2 separate regions of the Sus scrofa genome follow, and region 1 is linked to region 2. A link is a contact called in public HiChIP or PLAC-seq data. All regions are on one chromosome and are shown on one strand. Each heading gives the region's core, a stretch centred on a gene start, on an enhancer-like site or on the middle of the called end of the contact. The rest is flanking DNA. Distances are from core to core; before and after follow the strand shown.

Region 1 (3,682 bases), core at 584-3,083, 66 kb before region 2:
GCAGGATTATCTCAATGGCTTCTCACCAACCCTCTGATGTGACAGGTGTTTTCTTAGGAGTAGAAATTGTAACTTTCAGATTAATAGCCTTTTCTCACTTTGCCTTTCTTTCTTTTCTTTTCCTTTCTTTCTTTCTTTTTTTCAAGGACCACACCTGCAGCATATGGAAGTCCCCAGACCAGGGGATGAATTGGAGCTGTAGCTGCCGGCCTACACCACAGCCACAGCAACACCAGATCTGAGCCACGTCTGTGACCTGCACCACAGCTCATGGCAAAGCTGGATCCTTAACCCACCGAGCAAGGCCAGGGATCAAACCTGCGTCCTCATGGATGCCAGTCAGATGCATTTCCGCTGAGCCACGGCGGGAACTCCTGCTGACTTAGCCTTTCCTTTCTTTCTGTCAGCAAATGAAATCTCTCTTCATCTAGGAAGTCTTTCAGCCTATCAAGAGAGAAGAAAACAACTCCTTAATTCTTTGTAGTACTAAGTTATTTTTCTCCCTGGGCTGAAGGGAATATAATGCCTGTTTTCCCAGATGTGCTTTTACTTTGAATCACCGTCATAAAAACGGCAGGAGCCAAGCAGACTTTTAATGAACTGAAACTTCTAAAAACTGAAACTTGGGAGTTTCCTGTACATGTTGTCACTATTGTGGCTCAGGTGGCTACTGTGGCATGGGTTCATCCTCTGGCCTGGGAACTTCTCTGTGTCACGAGTGTGGCCAAAAACCAAAACTGAAACTGAAGTATTAGATTTTCTGTTTAAAGAGGGTGGAATTAAGCAGGATCACAGGAGTTCCCGTCGTGGCGCAGTGGTTAACGAATCCGACTAGGAACCATGAGGTTGCGGTTCGATCCCTGCCCTTGCTCAGTGGGTTAAGGATCCGGCGTTGCCGTGAGCTGTGGTGTAGGTTGCAGACGCGGCTCGGATCCCGCGTTGCTGTGGCTCTGGCGTAGGCCGGTGGCTACAGCTCCGATTCAACCCCTAGCCTGGGAACCTCCATATGCCGCGGGAGCGGCCCAAAGAAATAGCAAAAAGACAAAAAAAAAAAAAAAAAAAAAAAAAGCAGGATCACAGAAACTCCCTCTACTTGTGCCCAAGAAATAACACAGAAATTTGACAACAGAACAAAAACACAACCACCTCCAACAGCCAAAGAGTCAATCATACAAGGAAAGAGGGTAGAGCTCTTACAAGTGCCAGTCAAGGACAGAAGCAGAAGCTTCTAGAACCACCTGGTTTCATGCCATCTCGGACTGGGAAAATCTGTCCAGCAAGGAAATCCTGAGCCCCGCACCACTGCCCTTGGATGCGAAGGGCAGCCCTGGGGGAGGGGGACGGGCAAGGGACCATCTGAGAGGGGGGGTCCCGGGACCTGCGCGGGCAGGAAGGGCTGGCCTGGGCTTGCTGTCAGCCAGGTGGGGTGCAGGGCTGACAGGAGGAGCTGGAGCCCCCAGGGGGCAAGGCCAGTAGCCTCACAGCACGGCTCTGCTGGCAAGGGCGCCCCGCACCACCCGGATGTCTGGGGCTGGACGCGTGGCAGGAGCTCTTTGAAGGCCACCCTTGTTGCTTCCTGCTTACTCAGCAGACCTCGGGCTCTCCTGCTTCCCCAGCTTAGAGCAAAGAAGAAGCCTGTACTCATTTCCTTCTTGCGCCGGGTTTTCAGGGTCTTCGCAGCTGTGTTCTGCGCCCACGCAGCTCCTCCTCCCCGCCCCCCGCCCCATCCATAAATACCCTTCAAACGAAAACCCCCAGGGGCCTCCGCTTGGGCTGGCCTCTCAGGGCTAGAAGGCTCCCCTCTGGTGAGACAGGAGGCCCAGCGGGGCTGGAGAGGTGGCCCTCCTGTCCCTGCTCCTCTTCCTCTTTCAATAAAGGGTGACGTCGGTCTGAGTCAGACACACCCGTTTGCCCACCCGGCAGGACTCCAGCTTGCTTCAGTGACTATTCCTCATCCACAGTGGAACGAGATTCTGCAGGATTCCATGTCTTTGCCTCCACGGAGAAGCTTTATAAATGCCATATTCATTAACTCATTCAGTCTCTTGCCTTTCTCAGCCGTTTGTTTTTTTTTTTTTTTTTGGTCTTTTTGCTATTTCTTGGTCTTGGGCCTCTCCCGCGGCATATGGAGATTCCCAGGCTAGGGGTCCAATCGGAGCTGTAGCCACCGGCCTACACCAGAGCCACAGCAACGCGGGATCCGAGCCGCGTCTGCAACCTACACCACAGCTCACGGCAACGCCAGATCCTTAACCCACTGAGCAAGGGCAGGGACCGAACCCGCAACCTCATGGTTCCTAGTCGGATTCGTTAACCACTGCGCCACGACGGGAACTCCTCTCAGCCGTTCTTTAGGAAACCAAAGCCAGGTTCTCGCCGTTAGAAGCCAGTGCGGGCATTCTCCCAACGTTGTCACACTGGAGCAGGCACAGGTGCACGTCCACGAGTCATCACTGGAGGGTGGCCTCTAAGTATCTCCAGATCTCCTCTGCGAGACCTGCACACTCTCATCTTTGCCCTTCATCCTGTCTTTCTCTCCAGGTGGTGGGGTTGCCACCTTCTGTTGTCCATGCTCTGAAGAGGTTCTGGGAGGGGTGGCCTGGACAGCCCGCTGGCCATCAGGCTGGGAAATCAAGGGCTCTCAGGGCCAGATGGGGCTTGGAAATGTCGCCTTTTATCGCCTCTCTACACCCACCCTCAGCAGAGCTGAGCCTCAGCCCCACACCTGCCATTCCAGTTCCGTGAAAGTCCCCCTGTACTTAACCTCATCACCATAGGCACACATTTGATTCTAATCCGCCCACTTCCTGCTGGCACCCAGATTCCTAAGAATTGAATACTCGGCGCTTCCTGGAAAATGAAATCTCAAACCTCAGAGCCTTCTGCAGCTGGAAGGGAGAAGGTTTTCAAAATTAGTGTGGTTTCCTAAGTTGCTAGGATGCCTTCCACGCAGGCTTTGCACTTAGGACCATTTGAATTATACATAGAGAGCTGTGGACTGGTGCACAGCTTCCAACCGCTAGAAATTATATTTCCCTCCATTTTGATAATTAGTTCAAGGTCTTCACCACAAGTGACATCATGTCTCAGAACAAAAATAGGTCCCTATGAAGACTCTGTAATGTCTTCTGTCTGGCAGGTTCTATTTCCTCTTTATGTCCTAGTCTCCTCACCTTTCTAATTGGCTCTCCAACCACAAAGCTTTTTCCTGTTGCCGTCTGGAGCCTTAGATAATCAGATATAGTCTGACTAGGTGAGGTTAGGAGCTTAGCTATGCTGACTGCATTTCAGTTTACCTGGGCCGAAGGATCCAGGGCTCTGGAAAATGAGACGGTGGGCATTAGAGCCTATGCCATAGAGACACGATGCTTATGAACCAAAGAGCTTAGATGGACCTTAGGCAGAGCTGGGGTGGGAATCATTTACATCCTCTATTAATTCTAGTTGGAGTGGGATAAAACAGCCTCTCCTACTGAGCATGACCTATAGTGAACTGCACATACACAAGCTCACTTAACACAGAAGAGACCTCTGAAAATTTCCCGTCTAACACATGAGAATGAGGTTGAGAGGGTAAGAAACTTGTCAAACACACTGAGATTCAAGGTCATGGGCCAGGTCCGAGGTTGTGCTGCCTATCTGCAGGCTCCTACTGGGACAAGCCCTGGGACCCAGAGGCCAC
Region 2 (3,773 bases), core at 1,060-3,559:
AGAAATTTTTCAAAGAAACTGAAAAACAGATTTTAGGGACAGAAGGAATATCAATGAGAAAGTGGAGGCTTCACTAAACGAGAGTTTGGGACAGGATCAAATTGTGGCAGCTCTGCCCTGCTGCCGAGCTCTGTCGCCAGAGCCAGCGTTTCAGTGCCTCCCGTGTCCTCTGTATCCTCGAGCCCTGATAAGCCTTCTCTCCTTCCACCCTCACTTGCAATGGTTTCCTCAATCCCTGAGCCGAGTCAGTAAGGGACCCTGCTTTCCTCAGGTACAACTCCCAGTAGGCTGAAAGCTAGACTTTTAAATCTTAAAAATAAATTCGAAAGCCTTCCCTGGACCCACTTTCTCTCCAGTGACTATCACCCTCTCTTCCTTCAGAGCCATGTCTCCGGAAAGTCACCCGCTCGTGCTTCCCTTCCGTCTGCTCCATTCATCATTCATCTCCAATCCACTCTCATCTGGCTTCCACTTCCACCACGTCAACGAAGCTGCTCTTGCCAAATCAACGGAAGGATAAATCAGTTCTCATCGGACCAGAAGGGAACTCTCAGCAGCTCTCCCGTCGCGCCCCTGCCTTGGAACCGGCTCATTTCGGGGACACACACGTGCAGGGCCGGGATGCCTTCCTCTCCTTGGGCTGCTCCTTCCCAGGCTGACCCCTCCTCAGAGTCTGGCCCCGCGCCTCTCATCACTCAGTACTTAGAATCCGCCCAGGGGATTGCATCTGTCTTCTTGGCTTTAAACACTGTTGGTAATTTTCCCATTTACCTTTCTAGCTCATGTTTCTCTGCTCAGTTCTAGACAGCCTATCCATGCCTACTTCAGAGTCTCACTTAGGCTTTTTTAAAAACACTTGATTTTGGAGCTCAACATCTCTCCTAAAAACAACAAAATTTACAACTAAATGCTGAGCAAACTTCAACCAAAAGGACCGGAAACCTTCAAAAAGATATCCTCCTCCAGAAGACAAAGACTCCTCAAGAGGCAGGAGGGTGATCACATGCTATAAGCAACCCCACACCCCCGGGTGGGGAGCCCCACAGACTGGAAAGTAACTGGTTCACAAAGACTCACCTACAGGAGAGTTCTGAGCCCCACATCAAACTCTCACGTGCGGGGATCTGGCACTGGGAGAAAGAGCCCCCGGAGCATCTGGCATTGAAGGCCAGTGGGGCTTGTGCGCAGGAGCTCCACGGGACTGGGGGAAACGGAGACCCCATTCTTAAAAGGTGCACAGACTTTCACGTGCACTGGGTCCCAGGGCAAAGCATAGTCTCTATAGGAATCTGGGTCAAACCTGACTGCAGTTCTTGGAGGCCCTCCTGGGAAAACAGGGGTGAACGTGGCTTGTCGTGGGGCAGGGACATTGGAAGCAAAGCTCTCGAGAATATTCAGCAGCTGCCTCTTTGGAGGTGGCCATTTGGGGAAAATCTGGCCCCACCCATCAGCGCTGAGAAGCCCCAGGGCAAACAACAATCCAGGTGGGATCACAGCCCCATCAGTAAACAGGCTGCCTAAAGAGCCCCCAGGCACACAGCTGCCTCTAATCCCCTCCGGAGACAGAGCCCACCCACAAGAGGGACGGGAATCAGCTCCGCCTTCCAGTGAGCAGGCATCAGGCCCTCCCACAAGGAAGCCTACAGCAAGCCCCTGTACCAACTTCAGCCACAAGGGGGGCAGACACCAGAACTAAGAGAGGCTACAACTCTGTTATCTGTAAAATGGTCACCACACCAAAAACCTATACAAATGAAAAGACAGAGAGCTATAACTCAGAGGAGGGAAAAAGAAAAAACCCCAGAAAATCAGCTAAGTGATGAGGAGATTCTCAGCCTCCAGGAAAAGGACTTTAGATTGTGGAAGCTGAAGATGATATCAGAGCCTCCCTTAGAAGCTTCTCACTTGGCCTATGCTCAGTTTTCATCTTTCCTCTCAACACTGCTCCTTCTCTGGGCTTCTCAATCCACCCAGCGTCTCACACCAGAAAACTTATGGCCATCCCCCCACCCCCCACCCCCTGTCACCTGCCCACGTATCGCATCCTCTGTGTCCCATCCCTCGACAAGTCCTGACAGGCTTCCTCCTACAAAACTCTGCAATTAATTCAGTTCTTTCCATCTCCACTGCCATCAGCCCTAGACCAAGCAACTATCACCTCACCTGGATAAGAAGAAAGTACAGCCTGCACACTCTCACTTCTCTCTAATCCATTTCTACAGTGCAGGCAGAGTATACAATCACAGATATGAGTCAGATTTCATCATTTCCTTGCTTAAATTCCTTGCGTTGTTTCCTTTCAAGATAAAGGAATTTCAAAATCCTTAGGAAGCATGTCAAAGCCTCAGTGGTTTTGGCCTCATCACCCCACCCCCTCCACTGTCACCACCTCTACTCCTCTCCTCATTCACTCGGTGCTGCAGCCCATCTGGCCTTCCCTCGGTTCCTCATAAGCGACAAACTCTTTTCATCTTCTGCACATGCTGCCCCTCCCCCAGCATCACCTGATTCATTCATGCTCGAGGTCTCAGTCTCAATGTCACTTTCTCAAGGAGGCCACTCCTCTGCGACTCCATCATCTCCAGAAAAAGCTCTGTTAATTACTCTCACAGCCCCTATACTGTTCTTTGCAGCCCTTTTCAAGTTGTGACTGCATGGTTATCACATGACTCCTCCTGTCCCCACGTGAAAAAGTCAACTGCAGAAGAACAGGAGCTGTTCTGGTTTGTTTGTCATCATTTTATCTCCTCCACCAGCACGGTGCCTGACAGAGAAGGCACTCAAATATCTGGTATTAGAACAGGTGACTGAATGAATTAGAAGACAGTTAAACGTAATTTGCTTTGAAGCATTTCATAGTTTATAAACATAATATTCAGTTAATAGTTTAGTTAGGCTATGGCTAAGTTTCAGTATCCTCAAATGTATTTCTAAAACTATTCCATTAGAAAGTTTTTATTCGTGTAGACATACCTTTCCCCAAAAGGTTAACATAATTGTTTTCCTAGGCATTCATATATTACTACTACTGCTAATAATAATATTATTATGTATAGAATACCAAACATGCTTCATAAAAGATAAGTATCACAACCTCCATTTTTTTTTTTTTTTTTTTTTGTCTTTTTGCTATTTCTTTGGGCCGCTCCCGCGGCATATAGAGGTTCCCAGGCTAGGGGTCCCATCGGAGCTGTAGCCGCCAGCCTACGCCAGAGCCACAGCAACGCGGGATCCGAGCCGCGTCTGCAACCTACACCACAGCTCACGGCAACGCCGGATCGTTAACCCACTGAGCAAGGGCAGGGACTGAACCCGCAACCTCATGGTTCCTAGTTGGATTCGTTAACCACTGCGCCACGACCGGAACTCCACAACCTCCATTTTTAAAGATGGTCAAACTGAGGCTCAGAGAAGCTAAGTAATCGGCTCAAAGTTATACAGCTAGAAATGTGCAGTGGTGGGACTCAAACTCATACTAACTCAAAAGTCAATGTTTTTTCTAATATATCATGCTATCTCCAATATCACACTTACTTAGCAATATCTACCATTTGTTAAAAACACAACATCTGTATGTAAGTCTCTGAGGCTTAAAACACCTTTAAATGATTATTTCAGCTTTAAAATGAGCTTTAAAATTTCAGTCTCTCATATATTAAAGCTAATTGTATCCTACTCGTATAAAACAACCTAAGACTCATTTAAAATGACACCCTTGTTCCATATCCAAGTAACCTATACTTTATTCTACAACATAAATTTAGCTTCCAGTT

The links. HiChIP or PLAC-seq counts read pairs in DNA pulled down with a chosen protein or histone mark.
Region 1: a contact with region 2 is called in an H3K27ac HiChIP or PLAC-seq map of alveolar macrophages. The contact joins two enhancer-like sites. A contact is called at or near these places in 1 of 47 Hi-C or Micro-C datasets (epiblast stem cells) and 1 of 2 datasets of contacts at active chromatin or transcription factors (alveolar macrophages).

The regions. Positions count from the first base shown.
Region 1 is chr9:131,508,177-131,511,858 of Sscrofa11.1, reverse strand. No RefSeq gene overlaps it. Among named protein-coding and RNA genes, the nearest start is that of NEK2, 37 kb to the left of the region's middle. Within about 2 kb of position 1,833, at least 17 of the 83 cell types and tissues checked have an H3K27ac peak or open chromatin away from gene starts, as enhancers often do. A contact at or near this core is called in alveolar macrophages, where this site is marked.
Region 2 is chr9:131,442,902-131,446,674 of Sscrofa11.1, reverse strand. All of the region lies in intron 3 of LPGAT1 (acyl-CoA:lysophosphatidylglycerol acyltransferase 1), which reads right to left. Among named protein-coding and RNA genes, the nearest start is that of LPGAT1, 61 kb to the right of the region's middle. Within about 2 kb of position 2,309, at least 9 of the 83 cell types and tissues checked have an H3K27ac peak or open chromatin away from gene starts, as enhancers often do. A contact at or near this core is called in alveolar macrophages, where this site is marked.